Linked DNA regions of Sus scrofa: region 2 is linked to region 1. A link is a contact called in public HiChIP or PLAC-seq data. All regions are on one chromosome and are shown on one strand. The core of a region is the stretch at or near the end of the contact, and the rest is flanking DNA. Distances in the headings are between cores, read along the strand shown.

Region 1 (4,164 bases), core at 1,239-3,738:
GATCTGGTGTTGCTGTGGCTCTGGTGTAGGCCGGCAGCTACAGCTCCGATTAGATTACAGCTCCCTCTGGCTCAGCCCTCAGGCCGGGCCCATCCTGCAGGAGGCTGGGAGGCTGTTGGACGCGCCCCTCCCCCAGCATCCTTTGCTTATTTGCAAACATCACAGCCCCCACGTTCAGAAGCCTCTGCTCACCCAGCCTCCTCCTCTCCCTCCAGACTGACTCGACTTCTTTCACTGTCTGCCCTACCCAGGCCGGAGGGCCAAGATCATTCTGGATTCTTCCTTCTCTTCTGCTTTCCATGGCCACCTCCTCCCTGAGTCACCAAGCCCTCTCCACCTCACCTTCTACAACCTCTCAAATGCAAAATGTTGATAACTGATGAATATGGGTGCTGGGTATAGGGAGGTTCGTTGTGCTATTCTATTGGTGTGTCAGTTTTTGGTTTTTTTTTTATTACTCAAATGAATTTATGGTGTGTCAGTTTGATTGTTTTCAAAACAGAAGGTCAAGGAGGTCCCGTCATGGCTCAGTGGTTAACGAATCCGACTGGGAACCATGAGGTTGCGAGTTCGATCCCTGGCCTCGCTCAGTGGGCTAAGTAAGGATCCAGCATTGCCATGAGCTGTGGTGTAGGTCGCAGACGTGGCTTGGATCCTGCATTGCTGTGGCTCTGGCATAGGCTGGCAGCTATAGCTCTGATTAGATCCCTAGCCTGGGAACTTTGTATGCCATGGATGCGGCCCTAGAAAAGGCAAAAAGACAAAAACCAAAAACCAAAAAAGCAAACAAAACCCAGAAGGTCAAAGTTAGCAAAAGATAAATAACATTTCTCAAAGGGGTCCCCTTGGCTCTGCTTCTTCCAGAATCCAGCCTCTTGTCATTTCTTGACAGGGTTACTTTTTTTTTTTTTTTTTTTTTTTTTCTTTTAGGGAGGACGGCACCTGTGGCATATGGAAGGTACTGGGCTAGGGATCAAATCAGAGCCACAGCTGCTGGCCTATGCCACAGCCACAGCCATGCCAGATCGCAGCTGCATCTGTGACCTACACTGCATCTTTTGGCAAGGCCTGATCATAACCCACTGAACGAGGCCAGGGATCACACCCGCATGCTCATGGATGCTTGTCAGGTTCTTAACTGGCTGAACCCTGATGGGAACTCCCAGACAACTTTTTTTTTTTTTTTTTTTTTTTGTCTTTTTGCCTTTTTTCTAGGGCCGCTCCAGCGGCATATGGAGGTTCCCAGGCTAGGGGTCGAATAGGAGCTATAGCTACTGGCCTACGCCAGAGCCACAGCAACATGGGATCCAAGCTGCGTCTGTGACCTATACCACAGCTCACGGCAACACCAGATCCTTAACCCCCTGAACAAGGCCAGGGATCGAACCCACAACCTCATGGCTCCTTGTCGGATTCATTAACCACTGAGCCACGACGGGAACTCCTCCCTGACGACTTCTTAAAGTCTCTCTGCTTTTGCCCATGCCCAGCACAACCCCAGTTTCCACCTACACCCACCAGCCACCCTTAAGTGGACAGACCTCCTTCCCTCGGCACAGAGTATATGGTGGCAGGCTCTCCACCTTCCAGCCAAGAGTTAAACAGCTTTTAATGAAAGGAGTTGCAAGACATGAGATTGACCCAGCTAAGCAGTTTGCCAGGCAGGCTTTATCCCTGTCTGGGGATCAGGACCTGCCACCTGCCATGTGTGAGGATGAGGGATTTCCTGTGCTCCTGCCGGAGAAGAAAGAAGTACAGGAGTTCCCACTGTGGCTCAGCTAGTTAAGAACCTGACTAGTATCCATTAGGATGCAGGTTTGATCCCTGGCCTTGCTCTGTGGGTTATGAGTATCTGGCATTGCTGCAAGCTGCTGTGTAGGTCACAGATGTGGCTCAGATCCTGCATTGCCGTGGCTGTGGTGTCGGCCGGCAGCTGCAGCTCCAATTCCACTCCTAGCCTAGAAAAGTCCATATGCCATAGGTTCAGCCCTAAAAAGAAAGAAAAAAAGGAATTCCTGTTGTGGCTCAGTGGAAACGAATCTGACTAGTATCCATGCGGATGCAGGTTCAATCCCTAGCCTCGCACAGGTGGTTAAAGGACCCGGCCTTGTTGTGGCTGTGGCTGTGGCGTAGGCCAGCAGCTGTAGCTCTGATTCAACCCCTAGCCTGGGAACTCCCATATGCCTCAAATGCAGCCCTAAAAAGCAAAAACAAAACAAAACCAAAAAAAAGCAAGCAAGCAAGAAATACATACATAAAAACACCACTAGCCTCTGGCCTGTGCTTTCACTTTCAGGGGAATTGAAGCATGATATCATTTTGTTTGAACCTCAAAACAGACCCTTGGGGAAAGGGGGGCAGGTTTTAAGGTTATTTCAGCCAGGTGGCCCAGGCGAGGTATGAAATAAGCACCCTCCCCTCCCCTCCCAGAGACAGGCTGACACATGTCTGGCTCAAGCAAATTAACGACCTCATTGCAATTACTCACTGGTCTGCAACATGTTCAAACGCCAACACAAACAGAGAAGAGGAGAAGCCTTGTGGGAAGAAGGAAAGCAGACACGTATTTCAGCTTATTAAGATGTATCTTTATTTTTCTATTTTATTTTTTTCTTAATGAATCGTATTACCTTTACAGGTGTACAACAGTCATCACAACCAAACCCTACGGCACGTCCATCCCAAACCCTCAGTACATCCCCCCAACCCCCAACCGGTCTCCTTTGGAAACCATAAGTTCTTCAAAGTCTGTGAGTCAGTATCTGTTCTGCAAAGAAGGATTGTGTCCTTTTTTAGATTCCATAAGTAAGTGATAGCATTTGATGTTGTTGTCTCATTGTCTGACTGACTTCACTTAGCATGATAATTTCTAGGTCCATTCATGTTGCTAACGATGCCCTCATTTCTTTCCTTTTGATGGCTGAATAATATTCCGCTGTCGATGGACATTTAGGTTGTTTCCATGTCTTGGCTATTGCAAAGAGTGCTGCAATGAACATTGGAGGACTTGTGTCTTTTCAAGTCATGGTTAAGATGTGTCTTTAAAGGCATGAATTTTTGGAGTTCCCATCGTGGCGCAGTGGTTAACAAATCCAACTAGGAATCCAACTAGGAGGTTTCAGGTTCGATCCCTGGCCTTGCTCAGTGGGTTAAGGATCCGGCGTTGCCGTGAGCTGTGGTGTAGGTTGCAGATGAGGCTCGGATCTCCCGTTGCTATGGCTCTGGTGTAGGCCGGTGGCTACAGCTTCGATTCGACCCCTAGCCTGGGAACCTCCATATGCTGCAGGAGCAGCCCTAGAAAAGGTAAAAAAGACCAAAAAAATAAAGAAAGAAAGAAGATGAGCCAAGGCCCAAAGCACGTGTGTGTGTGTGTGTGTGCGTGCGTGCACGCACGTGTGCAAAGTCACGTGCATCTCCATGACCCAGTCACATGCGCTCCCCTCCCCGCTTCTCGGATGGCACCTGCCAGGGTAGGTGGAAAAAACCTCTTTCCTTTCAAGTCCATTGTCTTCAGTGGACATTTTCAATCTTCGTAGCCCAAAGCTGAGAAAATCTACCCCCCAAGGAAGGAATCTAAGCTGAGTCTTAACTTTCTAGAAGGTACCAGGCAGCCCCGATTTGTTTACTGAACAGACTTGTCTTAACACGAATTGCTTGTGTATTCTGCTACCTGCTCATCGGTAAGTCCCTCCATTTATCCCGGAGGCACCAGCTTCCCATCTCCCTCTGCTCTTCCCTCTCGTTACCGGCACTTCCAGCTTCAAACTACTTTTTGTTCCTTTCTGCATTTAGAAAGAAAATGTGGAGAGACGGGGAATCCATACGAGGAAGCAGAGAGGGGAGGAAAAAGACACCTCCTATCACCTCTGCCCTGGATGCTGCCCACATGGCTGCCCGCATGGCCACCGGTGCCCTCCCCAACCCAGTGCAGGAAAATCAACCGTCCCTGCCCTCATCCTTCAAACAGGCACAGGGGGAGAAGGGGGTGGCGTCCCGCTGCCTTCTGTGGAGCCGGGTCCTGAGCATCCTGGGCAGCATTTGCAGAGGCTCTTCTCGCCAGCAAGGCCAGAGGAACCTGGCTGCAAAGGAGCCCAAAGAACCCCAGAGAAACCTGGGCAGGCAAGACAAGGTGGAAAAACCCACGGTCAAAAAAGGGAAAGAAAA
Region 2 (4,164 bases), core at 1,090-3,589, 110 kb before region 1:
AGACCAGCACGCCTGTGGCGGTGAGGACTCAGCCCTTGGCAAGCACGGGTTACCACTCACGTTCAGCTCTGCCTCTCTCCCCACCCAGTCCAGGTCCGCGGCCCCCTGTGCAAACCTTTCCATCCCCAGTTCCCTGCAGAAACAGAGTTCGGTGTCCAGGACACCTGTAGGAGCCACTGGGAAGGGGTTTAACTCCAGGGGCAGGAGATGGAAAGAGGCAAGGTCAGAGGTCAATGGGAACAGCCAACATGCCCCATCCTGAAGCCAGCTCCACTGCCTAGAGCCCAGGGCAGTTCATACAGGAAGGGCCTTGCTGGGTCACTTCCCCAGGAAATGCACAAGGTGGGGGGAGGCAGGAACCGCAATCCTGGCTCCCCAGGCCTGCCTAGGAAGGCCAGCAGGGCTTTTCTCCCCATCCACAAAAACTGGCAAATGAGGGAGTTCCCGTTGTGGCTCAGTGGGTTAAGAACCTGACACAGAATCCCTGAGGATTCAGGTTCAATCTCAGATTTAAAAAGACTATTTCTGGGGAGTTCCTGTCGTGGCGCAGTGGTTAACAAATTCAACTAGGAACCATAAGGTTGCGGGTTCGATCCCTGCCCTTGCTCAGTGGGTTAACGATCCGGCATTGCCATGAGCTGTGGTGTAAGTTGCAGATGCGGCTTGGATCCCACGTTGCTGTGGCTCTGGTGTAGGCTGGTGGCTACAGCTCTGATTAGACCCCTAGCCTGGGAACCTCCCATATGCTGCGGGAGCGGTCCAAGAAATGGCAAAAAGACAAAAAAATAAATAAATAATAATTTAAAAATTAAAAAATAAAAAGGCTATTTCCGGAGCTTCCGTCATGGCTCAGTGGAAACGAATTTGACTTGTATCCATGAGGATGCAGGTTCGATCCCTGGCCTCGCTCAGTGGGTTAAGGATCCACGGTTGCCGTGAGCTGTGGTGTAGGTCGCAGACGCAGCTCGGATCCCACATTGCTGTAGCTGTGGTGTAGACCAGCAGCTATAGCTTCAATTTGACCCCTGGCCTGGAAACTTCCAGATGCCTCGAATGCAGCTCTAAAAAGAAAAAGAAAAAAAAAAAAAAAAAAAAGACAAAATGAGGGCCACCCCTGGATTCTAAGGTCCCCAGTCACCCAGTAACCCCCAGCAGGGCCAAGGTAGGGTCCCATATACCTCTTCCCAGCCCTGGCCCATCCCGCTTCCCACGGGGTCCTTCTGCCCTCAAACCCCCTCCCCTCCAGCCCACCACAGCCCAGGTCACTCTTTGACTTAAAGATCCCCCCTGCCCTCTGCGCACAGGCACAATGGGTTCGCTAAGCAAGCAGGGGAGGACTCAGCAAGTCAACACTGAAAACCAGGGAAAGGAGAGGGCTGGGGGCTCACACTGGACCCTCACCCTCAGCCTGGAGCCACCAAGCCCAAGCTCCGGGACTGCCGCAGCTGGTCGAGTCTGCAGGAACCCCGCCCGACCCAGAGCCTGGCTCCAGAATAGCCTCAGCACAGGGGCCCAGTTCAGCATTGCTCAGGGCTTCCTGGGCAGACCAGCAAGCCCTGAGGACACTGAGGCTGACGGCCAAGTGACTCTGGTCCCGGGGCCAAGGGGGTCCCAGGAAAGGTTTCATATATTGGCTCCCCGACCAACCTGCAAGCCCAGCCAGGCTCGGCCTACAGAGAATGGCCACGTCTTCGGCTCCACACCCACCAACACATCATTGATTCCCAAGCTCTGCTCACATCCCCGCCAGCCCACTGTTCCACAAACTCCACGGATGTCACGATGGACAGACAGGGAGATCCTCTGCCAGGATTTGTTTGTTTGTTTTTGTTTGTTTTTGTTTTTAGGGCCCCACCCACAGCATATGGAAGTTCCTAGGCTAGGGGCTGAATTGGAGCTGCAGCTGCCAGCCTAACACCACAGCTCACAGCAATGCCTGATCTTTAACCCACTGAGTGAGGCCAGGGATCAAACCCACATCCTCATGGATACTAGTCAGGTTCTTAACCTGCTGAGCCACACTGGAAACCCCCCCAGCCCAGTTTTGTTTGTTTGGCTTGGTTTGGTTTTGGCCATGCCTGCAGCATAGGGAAGTTCTAAAACCAGGGATCAAACCCGTGCCATAGCAGTGACAGCCATAGCGATGACAACACTGGGTCTTTCATCTGCTGAGACACCAAGGACTGATCTCCCAGCCCGGTATGAGGTACCCGAGGCTCAGAGAGGGATGGCAACCTGGCTGGAACATACAGCAGGGGAAGTGGGGGGGGGGGACTGAACCAGAGGCCAGGCACTAATGTGTCATGTGAACTGTCACCCAGAAAAGTCAGGCCCGGAGGAGAGGGGATGAATGGTGGTTTCGGAGAAGTGAAGCAGGATGCAGATGGGGTTTGAGGAAGTTTGAGACAGTGCCCAAGTGGTGGCGGGGGTGGTGGGGTTCCAGACAAGGTGGCTATTCTAGCCAGGCAGGCTCTGGGCTAGGAGGGGACATGCAGAGGGAACGCACGCAGAGGGAACACAGAGGGACAAAAGATGTGGGGGGGGGCGATTATGGGAGGACCATGGACTGTGCCACAAGAGAAGTTCCCGTTGTGGCACAGCGGAAACAAATCCGACTAGCAACCGTGAAGTTGCAGGTTCGATCCCTGGACTCGCTCAGTAGGTTAAGGATTGGCATTGCTGTAGCTGTGGTGTAAGGCAGCAGCTGTAGCTCCAATTTGACCCCTAGCCAGGGAACCTCCATATGCCTTGGGTGTGGCCCTAAAAAGCAAAAAAAAAAAAAAAAAGCAAAAAAAAAAAAAAGCAAAGAAAAGAAAAGAAAAAAAGGAGTTCCCATTGTGGCACAGTGGAAACGAATCTGACTAGGAACCGTGAAGTTTCGGGTTCGATCCCTGGCCTTGCTCAGTGGTTTAAGGATCTGGCGTTGCCATGAGCTGTGATGTAGGTCACAGATGGGGCTCAGATCTGGTGTTGCTGTGGCTCTGGTGTAGGCCGGCGGCTACAGCTCCGATTCGACCCCTAGCCTGGGAACCTCCATATGCTGCGTGTGCGGCCCTAAAAAGCAAAAAAACAAAAAAAAAACCCCAAGGACTGTAAGAACAGTGGTGCCCATGACAGGAATGAGGAACTGAGAGGGGGGTCTTTCAGGGACAGGAAGGCAGGAAGCTGAGGCATTTGGGAAGTGGTGGCTGAGGCAGGAGGCGCCAGCCCCAAGGGAGCAGCTGCGGCCTGGATGAGGGGAAGGACAGAGAGCCAGCCTGGAGACCTGAACAGAAGGGGTGGAGGGGAGGGTTCCAGAAGAATGGGACAATGGTGTCATACATGGCAAGAGAAGAATGCCAGAGACCCCAGGGGTAGGAGAGGGAGGGCCTGGACCACTCCAGGAAGGGGGAAGCAGGTGTGCGCAGGAGGGCAGCAGCCGTGCCTGGTAGAACGTGGGACAAGATGGGAAGGAGGGCAGGAGCAGCTTCGAGGATGCTAGGCAGCGAGGTCAGAACACCTGAGGCAGGTGGACCGGCCCAAGCCTCTCCCTGTCATAGCCCCAGGCCTGCCAGCCCAGCCCAGCTCTGATGAGAGAATCCAGCCCTGTGTCCATGTGTCCACTGGGAGCCTGCACAAGGGCTGAGGGGGTAGCAGGCTCCCTCCTCTACTGGGGCAGAGCAGGGCACACTTCACATGCCTCACGTCTGCCTGTTTAGTCCTAGAAGATTTTTTTTTTTTTTTTTTTGTCTTTTTAGGGCTGCACTTGCAGCTTATGGACGTTCCCAGGCGAGGCTAGTGGTTGAATCGGAGCTGCAGCTGCCGGCCTACACCACAGCCACAGCAACGTGGGATCTGAGCTGTGTCTGTGACCTACACCACAGCTCAGGGCAATGCCAGATTCTTCACCCACTGAGCGAGGCCAGGATCCAACCCGCACCCTCATGGATGCTAGCTGGGTTCTTAACCCGCTCAGCCACAATGGAAGATTCGGACACCCCAAGACCTCAAACATCCCTCACATACCCAGTGAGCACATGTCACGTGCCAGACACCCCACCCGTCCTGACTCACCCAATCTGCACAGATTCAGCAGGAATATCATTGAGCCCCCGACCTCACAGTATAATTCATTTTGCTTCCCCCCTCCTCTACCCTTTTGGGCACAAATCTTGTGCCAATGTC

Evidence for each region. HiChIP or PLAC-seq counts read pairs in DNA pulled down with a chosen protein or histone mark.
Region 2: an H3K27ac HiChIP or PLAC-seq map of alveolar macrophages shows a contact between it and region 1. The contact joins two enhancer-like sites. A contact is called at or near these places in 2 of 5 promoter capture datasets (fetal liver and liver), 22 of 47 Hi-C or Micro-C datasets (alveolar macrophages, blood, brain and 13 more) and 2 of 2 datasets of contacts at active chromatin or transcription factors (alveolar macrophages and skeletal muscle).

What each region holds. Positions count from the first base shown.
Region 1 is chr2:9,476,420-9,480,583 of Sscrofa11.1, reverse strand. No RefSeq gene overlaps it. Among named protein-coding and RNA genes, the nearest start is that of INCENP, 33 kb to the right of the region's middle. Within about 2 kb of position 2,488, at least 8 of the 83 cell types and tissues checked have an H3K27ac peak or open chromatin away from gene starts, as enhancers often do. A contact at or near this core is called in alveolar macrophages, where this site is marked.
Region 2 is chr2:9,583,311-9,587,474 of Sscrofa11.1, reverse strand. The region is part of intron 1 of RAB3IL1 (guanine nucleotide exchange factor for Rab-3A); the gene reads right to left. Among named protein-coding and RNA genes, the nearest start is that of RAB3IL1, 8.1 kb to the right of the region's middle. Within about 2 kb of position 2,339, at least 4 of the 83 cell types and tissues checked have an H3K27ac peak or open chromatin away from gene starts, as enhancers often do. A contact at or near this core is called in alveolar macrophages, where this site is marked.